Regions from separate parts of the Oryzias latipes genome. Here region 1 is linked to region 2. Evidence: chromatin contacts called from public Hi-C data. All regions are on one chromosome and are shown on one strand. The core of a region is the stretch at or near the end of the contact, and the rest is flanking DNA. Distances in the headings are between cores, read along the strand shown. Region 1 overlaps sun1 (SUN domain-containing protein 1). Region 2 holds the start of LOC101156014 (MAPK regulated corepressor interacting protein 2-like).

Region 1 (5,959 bases), core at 640-3,139, 190 kb before region 2:
GCATGACGAATTTGACATGCAAGCGTCTGTTTTCTGAGCGTGTAAAGAGCAGTTGTTGCAGATGTATCCGTTGCTGAGTGCCATGTGGGATTTCGACGCGCTGGCTTTGCCGTTGACGTTTGATTTTTGAGCTGAGCTCTGACCTACAGAAGAAAGACGCGACAACAAAAGTAGTTTATTACAATGCGGTTGCTCTAATGCAAATTCTATCTTTGCTCTGGAAAAGTATATTTTGGCAAAGTAAAAATAAAGCAGAAGCTTTGAGTTCAGCTTATTGTTTAGCTAAAACTATTAAAACGTATTATTAAATGAATTAATAAAAAAATATATACATGCAATGCACACTTGTGAAAACTGAAAGTAGTTTTTTCAACTAAAATGGTAAAAAACAATGTAACTTAGACAACTTTAGAGCTGTTGATATGGTAAGAACCCCATTAGGCTCAGTATTAAAACATTTCTTTGTACTATTTATGATTTTACTTACAGCTTATAATTAGTAGACTACAAATTATAACTCTTGGTAGTTAGAGAGTTGTTTATAGCCAGGATTTGTGACAAATATGGCAGGTTGAGTTTCAAAACTCAGTTAACTAAAAATGATTCAAATAGATGAATATTATTCATGAGAAAGGCTCAAGAAATAAATGAAACTCATCAAATGATCTATTAAATAATCTTGTGAATTTTTCAAAAAGATGACAATGCTTGAAAAGAAAGGCAGGTCTTTTGTGAGTAATGTGTCCTTCTTCACTGACCCCTGCATAAATCCACTGTAGTGGTGGTGCTGATAGTGGAGACAGTCTGTTTCCTCGTGTGAGATCTGCTATAAACAGATGTGAGCTGAGATGCTTCAAACTCTGTGCTGCTCTCCTGAACTCTGCTGCTGCTTCCATCAATCGGGGTGCTGACAGCTGAGAAGGATAGGGTTTGCCGGGGTGTGGCCACTTGGCTCAAAGATAAAGACATCGAGCTGGACAAAGATTGTTGCTGCTGCTTTCGGCTCCGAAGCGTCCTGAAAACGCAAAGATAGGAAGTGAGTATAAGCATTAGCCCTCCTATATGCAGATGTATGCAGATGTTATATTTTGTCCCAAGCAGCTAGTAGAGTAATTAGTCATCAACACAAAGATTTACTTAGATAGGCTGAGCTACAATTGTCGAGTATTTAATCATAGACGTACCGCATCTCTTTGCTGGTGCTGTTGTAGCTGCTGTTCTGGTTATGGCAGTGATCAGCCAGGCCCTCGTTGCCATAGTGAGTGGCGCCGCTCTGCAGGCGCAGGCTCCGCCGTGACATTCTGGGCGACTCGTACACAGGAGCAATCTGGTGCTCCTTTTCAAACTCTAATGCTGCAGTGGAGTAGCTGGAACTGACACAAAAAAAGAGGAGGAAGAGGAGGAAGAAGAAGCACAAGCAGAAAAGTTAGATAAAAGTCAAGATTTTAAAAATTAAAAAGAGAAACAGAAATCCACTTCCTATATTTGCTCCAGCTGGTGCTATGTTTGTTCTAGACCTGCACTTCCTGTAGTTTCTATATTTAACTTGGTGACTTTAAACAAATGATTTTTTTTCCTTGTTGATGTTCTTTGGATCACGTTAAGATGTCCTAGGATTAATTTAAAGATATTACAACTTTATTCTTAAACAACAAAAGGGGAGGGGGGGAATCACAGAAATGCTTCCCACCCTCAGATAAAAACTCCTTTTTTTCCATTAAGCCGTTAAACGATTGTTCTTTGCAGCAGAAGTTTGTGACCGGAAACGAATATCTCAAAGAGTTTGACAAAAGGCTCAGAGCTTCCCCTAAAGTAAACTGGACAGATAGGAAAGTAAACATCTGCATGTTAGGGGATTGAATGGAAAAAAAATGTTGAGCCAACAGTAAGTGGAAACACACCATGACTCACTCAATGGGGCACACCCACCAGACTGAGTCAACGCTGAAAGCAGACACTGTTAAACGCTAAAGTATGAATTTTCTTCATTCCGGCATGTTCAGAAAAGTGAAAAGTAAACGGTGAAATGAACCTGGTGAGACCAAAACAAACCTCTTTCTGTAATTTTACTTTTTCTTTTTATGCAAGAGCTGTCAGATTTATGGCCCAGTCACGCAGTTCCAAGTTGGTGACTCTGAATAGTGGGGCCAAAGTCTCAGGACCACATTGCAATGTGTGCGAATGTGCACGTATTTGCATTGTGCAGGTTTCTCCCTCACCCTCCCTGTGGTTCCAATGGATTACACCCTCCCAGTGAGAGCCAATTATGTGCTTTTGTTTCCCAGCAAGTCTACTGTCTGCTCAGCCAACTGGCTCTTCTACACAATGCACATGGTGACTCCATTCTTGTTGTGCTCTAAAGTTGATCTTTTTGGGAAACATAGAAAGTCTAATCAAAGGCACTTTTAATTGACCTTAATAAAGAAAAAAACTATTTCGAAACAAACTTTCATAAACTCTTGGCAACCAGCTAAAAAACACTAGATTCATTTGATGCAGTTTGAAAAAAGGATAACCAAAAACTGTATTTGTAGTTTGTTTTTTTTTCCCAGTCAAATATTTAAATTCTTAAATTCGATAAATTGAATGTTTTTACAATGTTACGAGTCAATCCTGGGTAACTTGTGTTTTTTTTCTCTTTATGATTTTGAACACTGTGGGCACGCAGACAGTCTGTACTGAGCATGCTCTATAAATTTGAGCTTAATTAACCGTCGTGGGCTCACGAGTGCTGACTTCAACACAATCCTAGTTTATTAACATAAGATTGCACAGTAACAGAATACAGGATCTAGAGGAACTACAGGGCAGACTCAAAGTACCCCTGGTGCACAGGGATTCTGTGCTGCAGGAAGAAGCACGCAGATTCTGATCATTATAATCCCTCTTTCAGACTTGCCAAGCCCTGATTATTTGACTGGAAGAAATGCTCATCAGCATCAAAAAGCTTAGTAGAAACAGCAAAAGTAGATCCAGCTTCCAGCAAAGGCAAAAATATTTAGGTTTTAGAACAAAATGACAAAAAAAGAGCAATAGGAAGCCATGAAAGAGGAAAACGCTATGCAAAGCTTTTGTGGAGTAGTCAGGACCAAAGAAGTTCAAACAGATCAGTCAGTTTGCATCATTTTTATATTTAGCAGAAGTCATCCCATTAAATTTGATCATTTTTTCCAGTTCTTTAAAACTTAATTTTATAGGACTGGTCATCTTAAAAATATTAGGTTATGAATATAAATAATAAAATATTGATACTGTAAGGACAAAAAACATTAATTTTCTTTTAGTTTTGCCAACTTCAAAAATAAAAGGTGGACAGATTGTGTCTGTTCAGGTTTTGTTTTGTAGCTTTGTAATAATTCTGTATCATATTGGTAACACTTTAGTCTTCGAAGGTTAAATATTATTCTATGACTTTCCTTTGCGTTGAAAAACTAAAACTAAAGGGATAAATGAACTTCAGATTAAAGGGGTAAACAGCTCATCATTTGGAAATCGAATGCTCTTCTGTGAATGTTTCACAGGTTTGTATTGTGATTAAAAAGCAAAATCTTGAAATTAAATAACTTTAAAAAAAAGAATGTAAAGACAAATTCAAAACAGAAAAAGACTTTTCAAACTTATTTGCAAACGTGTTATTGCCAAATGAGCGGCATAAGCAGTTAATCCAGTAAATCTGGCCTACAGCAAAAAGCAAATAAAAAATCTTTCCAAGCTTTTAAGTTAGATCCTGAGCCAAATCTCCTGTGTACACACAGGGAAGGGCGGGAATTTAGGAAATAGAACAAGACAGTTTGTCGGTGTAGCCAGCAGCCATGACAAATCTAAAATGAATCTGCCATGTCTTGTATCTTACAAATGATTTTTTTTAAAGCCTCATCAGTTCATCAACCAACTATTTTCAGAATGAATGAAAGCTTGAATTCTGGCTGCAATATCATTTGAATCCAAAACCGTTGAAGCAATAAGAAAACATTCAAAATATCACAATTTAAAAAAAATCTTTATTTTATTAAGGCAGTGCAAGAAATGTATTTTTAAGTAGAAAAACATGTTTGTATTTATCTTAGTTTAAAATAAGCTGTAAGCTTTCAGTCTACAGCAGTGAGTTTAATTAGGAACTCACTTTCTCCACATTCTGACTACTATTCATGGAGGCGAGCACAAACACATTTTAAACGGAGGTTATGGGAAACATGTGGGTTGTAAATCTCAGCATTAAAATTTAGAATGTGGTTGCAAAAGCTCTGCTCTACATTTTGTCAGCGTATTTAACCTTAAATTCACACAGCAGAGGACGGGTGTTTTAAGGCCAAACGTTTTCCAAGTCACTGATTGTAAATATTTTCACAATTTAATAACCAAAAGGTTATGGTAAGTGTGAGACAGTTTTAACATTTCTTCTTTGCCCAATATTTTGGAGCTTTCAGGAAAGTGCAGATGTTGTAACTTTTTGAAGGTGTGTCATGCGTCAGAAAACAGAGGAGCTGCAAGCTCTGTCTGGATCTATTGTCACCTATTAATCATCCTAGATCTCCTAGAAACAGAAGGAGGAGGTTTGGGCTTTAAGCGCAGAAATGAATGATGAATAAGCCTTATAATGTTGCAAATATTTCTCAAATTTAAAATCACACCAATTTGGTTACCTTTTCATCGCTGCATAGATTGGAGCTTTTATCAAATTTACTGTGACAACAAGCCGGTTCAAATTTTTCAAATGCAAGTCATTTCTGAAGAACAGAAGAACAGAACAGAAGGTGTAGTTTTAGAGGTCCTCTTGAGGCACTTTAGTGCAACAACACTGTATTTAATGAAGTGTTTTCTGCTTTAGTCTTGCTGAAGTACAGTTATTAATAAAGTGGGGGGCTCATTACCGTACTATGCTCTCATTCAGCTGTGCTTTTCTTGCTACTTCTTGTCTCCTTTCAACATTCTTAGCACATTTTGCCCTTAAGCGATAAAGCATATTTACTCAGTTCTACAGAGGAAGAAAAACTTGAAAAAGTTGACTCATCAATATTAAGATTCTTCCAGCATAATCTCATTTTGCCTCTCAGACAGCATTTCCCTTCAGGGCGATATCCTTCATTCACCAACACAAAGTACTACAGAGTGCCATTAAAGGTTTTCTCCGTTGCCATGGGGACAAGTTCAAACAGGACCCTCGTCTAAAAAAAAAAAAAACAGAACTGATTATTAGCTGAACAAGAGCAAAATCATCTCCAAAGACTGTAAAATAAAAAAATCCAAGGGCCAAACATCAAAGTGATGTATAAAAGTCGACAGTTTAAACTTATATGACTCGACAGGGACGAGTTTAAAAGTTCTTAAGAAAGGCTGAAAGAAATAAGTATGGCAAAAGTCGTCTTTCTAAACTCAAGCTGCTGTCATTTGTTAGTTATTTGGCTGGTGGCGCAGGTGTTGAGACACATCGAGCACATGCAACAACAACTGCGACTGCAGAGGAAGCAACAACTGTCCAGCTGCATCAGCCTCAGCTGCATCAGTCTGCATGGAGAAATCAAAACGCATTCATTATTAATTTATCGGATCGAAAAAAACGTATTTTACTATACATAAGGGCTTCTCTGCATCAGCATTATATAAATTACTTCCCTGCATATACTACACCTTTATAGAATTGAATAGCACTTGTCTGTACTACAGGTTACAGTCATAAAAATCAAGCTATCACAAATGATGGAAGAAAAAAACAAGATGACATGCATCTGAAGCCCCACTGACCTACTTCTAACATCATAAAATATGAAAGCTGTGTGCGACCCAATACACACACCAGTATCTGGGTGCATCAAACATCTTTTTCTTGATATGAAATCCTCACATTCTGATAATTAAAACAGTAAAATGTACATGGGTTTTGTTTTAAATGTTTGTAAATGTTTGTCAAATGTTTGTAAATGGGTTTTATTTTCTATAAAACCCATTTGATGCTTACTGT
Region 2 (5,779 bases), core at 1,756-4,255:
TGCTGTAAGGGGTTATTAGCAGGATAACTGATCTTGACTGATTACCTGTCTCCACGGTGACGGCAGTTCCAAATGTTAGGAATTTAATATTCGCCTGAAAATCAGTACATGATGAGGGAAGGAAGCAGATGAGCTGTGTCTTACTGTTCCCCATGAAGAAAAGTGAATGACAATAGACTTTAAAGGGTGTTTGAGCGCCATCTGCTGGATTCCTCACTCACATCTACAGTTGGTAATTGGAAACTTTTTACATTAATTTTTAATGAAAAATATGTATTTTTGACCCACATTTATTATTTCCCTCTTCTCTATTGTTTTTGGAATGTTCGTAACATCTCTTTGTGCTCTGTCTTCTTTTTCCTTATTGTGTGCTCAGAAATCCTAAAAAAGGCCAGTGTGGTCCATCCTGTGCTTCTGAAGAGGGAGGCTGAGGCTGTGAAGGACAAACACCGCAGTCCTGTGTACTGCGAGCAGCTGCTTCAACACATCAGCTCACTTTCTGCAGAGACCACAGCACCTGGTTCAGAGTAACACCAGAGACGAGACACACAGAGGATGGAGATTCACAGCCAAACCCTCATGGAGGAATTTTAGAACCATTTTCCTAAACATTCATGCAACTTTCTACTCTCATTCTGTTGTTAAACTGGTTCCAATGTTTGATTTTAATAAAAAGGTTTTTTGGATTGTGACTTCTGTGTTTTCTAAAACATTTTTGCTGGAAGTCCCATTCATTCATTCATTCATTCATTGGAGCCTATTCCGGCCACTTGTGGGTGAAGGCAGGGTACATCCTGGTCAGGTCTCCAGTCTGTCGCAGGACAACAATTGTGCACCCATGCACACTCACATTCATACCAATTTTGAACCAGTAGCCCTATAGCCAACCTTTTCATAAAGAAAAAAGAGCAAAACCCATATTTGCGCTCTGGATGCACCAAACCCGTCCTTAACACAAGGTTTGTCTTGCAAGATCTGTAATATCTCCAACCTTTAATGCTGGAGAACCAATGGGTCAAATGTGGCTCCCGTTTTCCAATTTTTTCCTTCTTTGTTTTTTGGCTGTTGTTACGGTAATTGCTGCTACCCAAAATGCATAACAATGTGTGTTTTTTCTGATATTTAAGGAGATTTAGGTGAAAATTGAAAGGGAGCTGTCACCAATCCTGTATTTTCTTCATCCTGGTCAGATTAAATTCACATTCACAGTAAACGAGCTCAAGGCAAGGCCCGTTTATTTGTTTAGCACAATTCATACACAAAGTAATTCAAAGTGCTTCACAAAACAGGAAAATGCATTAAAATCCCATTACATAACAGTTTAAAGATTAAAAACGGGAATGATAATTATAAAATTTGCTTTAAAAGAAAGGAACGAAAAGAAAATGAAAAGAGGTGTCGATAAGGACCCTTCAGTTATATACACGGCTAAACGGGAATGTTTTGAGTCTAGATTTGAACCTTGGCAGAGTAGAGGCCTTTCTCACAACCTCAGGGAGACTGTTCCAGCTTTTAGCTGCATTTGATTGAAACGCTGATTCCCCTTGTTTAGTCCTGACTCTGGGCACCTGCAGGAGGCCGGTCCCTGAGGTCCTCAGAGTCCGAGATGGCTCATATGGCGCTAACATGTCAGAGATGTACTTTGGTGCAAGGCCATGGAAAGACTTGTAAACAAGCAGAGCTGCTTTAAAGTCTATTCTGTGAGCTTCAGTAGGCCAGTGCAAAGACCTGAGCACAGGACTGATGTGATGGTACCTCCTGGTTCTAGTCAGGTCACGAGCAGCAGCGTTCTGGATGTACTGAAGCTGTTTTACAGCTCGTCTGGGGAGGCCAGTGAGCAGGCTGTGACAGTAATCTAACCTACTGGAGGCAAATCCAGGAATAGGTATCTCCAGGTCTGGCTTTGACACTATGTTTTTGATTTTGGCAATGTTTTTTAGATGGTAGAATGCTGCTCAAAACTCAAATTGTGTTTATCCTCTGTTAATGAACCTGTGTGTTAGAGTTAAGTAATTTTTTCATTTGCTTACACGCTATTATCACCATATGTTCCTATCTTTCAGTAAGAAAACATTGACCTGAAAAGTTCTGATTATACAAGAATATGATGTTCCTGTACTGCTTGATTGAATGACCCACTTTTATGTTATCAACGCTGGCCACCAATAAAACCAGACTGGATACACTGAGAAGGCAGAACTCCTCTGTGACAGTTCCTGCTGTCAAAGACCGATTCTCCTGCAGAAGTCTAGCAAAGGTTCTCATCCCCTGTGTGGTTCTTCTCTTTATTAAGGAAAAAGTCAGAACCCTGACACTGTGAAGAGTTTTATTGGAGTTGGAACCATAATAACATGTCATTTGATTATTTTAAATAAACTGTGTGTATTGTGGCAACAGACCACTGGTTTACCTAGGGTACATGTTTACATTCAAGTTAGATGGCCCCACCCTTATATTGACGTGTTCTCCCTACCATGACAAAGGTGGATAAAGGTGGAAAGATTTCATGTAATCCATGGACACCAGTGAAGATCACAAATCATTGAAGAAAAAAGGTTCAGCGCACTGTGGGTCTAGATGACCCAACTCCCAATGTTAAAGTGCCTAGGATAGCACAAGGGTTAAAAACGGGTTCACTGGCATAGGTTTTAAATCAGAATAGGTCTATGTTCAAACTGTCAGGTTTTTCATGTTAAACCTCAGGACGCACCCATACATCAGTCATGTTATGGGTGCCACCTCCACCTTTCAAACACTGCCAGGTTTGAGTCATTTAATAATCCTCATAGTCTGCAGTTGTGTCTGTTCGCACAAAAATAGATAATTTGCATTTAAAGCTTTGTTGATGTTTTTTTCCAAACCAAGAAAGTGCTTTAAGCCTCCCACCCCTCATCAAAAGAACTTATTAAACAAATTATGTCATTTTCTTGCGTTAAAGGCGCAACATGTTGTGTCATTGGCGGCACGCTGTCTCTTTAAGGCGCACGGGGAGGCGTGTGAGGACGTAGAGTGACGCGTTCCGTCGGTGTTCGGCGAGCGCCCGCTGCCGTTTCAGGTTATGTGACATTGGGACATTGAGCAGGACACCTACGCGCTGGAGCCACTGCATGTTCTGAGCCTAGGGGACATCTGGACAGCAGGTGAAGGAATACGTGGGGGACAGATTAAGGACGCAGACTGGGATGCGTAAAAGCAGCTGGATGAGAAGTGCGCGGCGCTCGCTCCCTGAGGGTTTCCTAACAGATTTGTCTCTCAGGTCAACTCTGCGCACTAAGTTTCTCAGCACGGACAGTTTGATCTTTTTTATTGTTTAGGAATGTTTCCCCCTGAAGCGTCTTAATTTCGTAAGTGCCAACTTATACACGTGTGCAAGTAAATGATGTACACAATCACCAGGGGTCCTAGTAAGCTGGCCACTCAGCGACGGACAGGTGAGTCTCCGGCGTCTTTACGCACTCCTTTAAGCACATGGGGCTTTAAAGGGCTGTCTCTGCAGGGCCTACTCAGCAGCCGGACAGCAAAACAAGTGACTTCAAACATAAACAGACGTCCTGGAACATGCCTGAGTAAGTCTGCGCCCTCCTGACGGTTTCTGAGAGATGTTTACTTGCTGCAAATTAAAGATGCGTCGCTGCCTCTGAGTGAGTGGGATCGCTTTAGTGATTTTGAAACAGCCAGCCTGGCCCTGAGTGTGTTTGTATGTGACCTTGTTGGCACATGGTCGGTCATGCAGCTGCTGCAACTCCTGCTAGGCCAACCTTGCTTTCAACACCTGATCAAAGGCCGGCTCAAATCTTTTTAGGACACTTTCTGCTCTAAAACAAAGTTGTTGTTTTTTATTTTAAAAAAAAAAAAAAAACCTTCTTTGCATCCACCAGCCTCCCTGCACCCAGGATAGTTTTCAAAAGCCAGAATGGGAAGAAGTACCATCATCCTGCACCGGCTCTCCCAGCAGACAGTCGACAGGAAAGTTTCTCCCCCCTCCATGAGGAGAATGTCACGTTCATATCTTCCGGTAAGGACCAGAAACATTTGTCTCTGCACCCAGGCACCTGTCCTTCCTTTTGTCATTTTGTAAGTGCCGAAGTTTTACTATCGGCGTTTTTAAAGTCTCCAAACCAGCCTCGCCCGCACAGCTGCTCCAACATTGATAGCCACAACCAGGGAACACCCCCCCCCCCCCCTCACACACACACACACACACATCCAGCGACACGTGCTGACAGAAACAGCCACCCGGGCTCTGATATCAACACCTCGGCCTCTCATTGGGGAGGAAAGAATCATTGTTCAAACTAGAAGATGAAGCCTTTAGTTTGGAATCACACAGTGACCCAGTTTTAAAGTGTGGGGGCTCCTTTGAACATTCACTGAATCTCTTTGTACCCCCCCCCCCCCCCACCACCAAAAAAAAAAAAAAAAAAGAACTCACTTGGGCCGGCCCCGTCTTACTTCCTGTGTCCTCTTAGCCGCTGGCATTGAAGCTCAGCCCCAGCAGCTCATAAACAACTTTGCTAACCTTGCAGTTGAACACACAAGGGCACAAAGGAGAAACCTACCCCCCCCACCCCTCAGGGGGATTTACTTTTTGCCAGGAACCCTCACAGGTGGCTGAAAATCCAACGTACCTGCAGGCATTTAATCTGCACGCTGTGTGTTTATTTGAGATACAAACATTTGCAGCGTGTGCAGCTGCCTCTGTGGACATCACTGGTCGGCTATGGTGGGTGTGATGCTTTTTTTTGTTTTGTTTTTTAAGACCCACTCCAATGAAAATTGTGTTTTTAACATGTTCGTGAGGGATTTTTCTCATGGTGAATGACATGTATAAAGAAAATGAAGATCAAGATAGCATTTCTGAGTATTTCTTTCTTCAGATAGTTGTAAATAAAGAGCAGGATGAAGAAATGCTGTTTAAAAAAGCTTGAAGTTGTGACAACGGCAAGCCACAAGCTCTCTGCTTTACTCCATTCTGATGCATCCGCTTGTAGAAAAATAGATCCATGTACGTCTGGCATCTGACTCAAAACTGTACAGATGGAAAGCTCCAATTATTTTTTTATTTTTTCCATCAGCTGAGCAAGCAGATCAGAGCCGGAGGCCTCTTTTGTTGGACAGATTTTACTGCTACAATAGGAGTTTATGGATCTTCTGACAAACTAAGGGTATATTTGTATAAACCCTTTTTGTATTTGAGGCTAAGCTTTATTTATAATGTTTATATTTACATGTATTCCTTGTTGGACCGGATGGAAAAAAAGAAGACAGAAGGAGAGAGAGAGTGGGATGTTAGAGATGGGGGGGATAAGGGGTTAAGATGGGGGAGATAATAACATAAGTGTCATAAGTAAATAGCATGACTTGGTTCTTACACACACAAACCTACACACACCAACAAATAGTGTGCACACAACTATTTACAGGTTTGAAGTATGTTCACACATACAGACTCATTCACTTTGTGCACGTAGTTGGGTACATACAAGATATGCATAACCAATGTTCTTGGAGAGGGGTGGATAAACAATACCCATACTTGTGCTAAAGTGAATGAGCAAGAATGACATTTTTGTTACACCGTTAATGTTAGGTTGGGGTTGTGAGGGGCTGTGACCTAGCAGAAGAGCGTGTTAACAAAGGGATGATGGGAAATGGGGCAGACTTTACTCCACGCTAATGATCCCACCCATAATTCAGAGGCAAATTTTTAATGAAATCCTGCTGCTCTACAGAAACTATGTCCAAGAAAACTAGACATTTTTAAATTTAGACTAAAAAA

Evidence for each region. A called contact is a pair of places that touch in the nucleus more often than the background predicts.
Region 1: a Hi-C map of gastrula embryo shows a contact between it and region 2, with 2.4 times the contacts expected there. The contact joins the enhancer-like site here to the promoter of LOC101156014 in region 2. A contact is called at or near these places in 4 of 5 Hi-C or Micro-C datasets (embryo, fibroblasts and gastrula embryo).

What each region holds. Positions count from the first base shown.
Region 1 is chr8:11,520,456-11,526,414 of ASM223467v1, reverse strand. sun1 (SUN domain-containing protein 1) reads right to left here. Exons shown (of 22, transcript XM_023957561.1): 2 at 1,185-1,373; 3 at 759-1,015; 4 at 1-143. The coding sequence starts at 1,300. Among protein-coding and RNA genes, the nearest start is that of sun1, 9.1 kb to the right of the region's middle. Within about 2 kb of position 1,889, at least 4 of the 8 cell types and tissues checked have an H3K27ac peak or open chromatin away from gene starts, as enhancers often do. A contact at or near this core is called in embryo and gastrula embryo, where this site is marked.
Region 2 is chr8:11,328,381-11,334,159 of ASM223467v1, reverse strand. It overlaps LOC101156014 (MAPK regulated corepressor interacting protein 2-like), which reads left to right and starts at 3,005. Exons shown (of 6, transcript XM_023957556.1): 1 at 3,005-3,207; 2 at 3,315-3,431; 3 at 3,497-3,566; 4 at 3,879-4,015. The coding sequence starts at 3,377. dnaaf5 (dynein assembly factor 5, axonemal) reads left to right here. Exons shown (of 13, transcript XM_011478184.2): 13 at 377-692. The coding sequence ends at 531.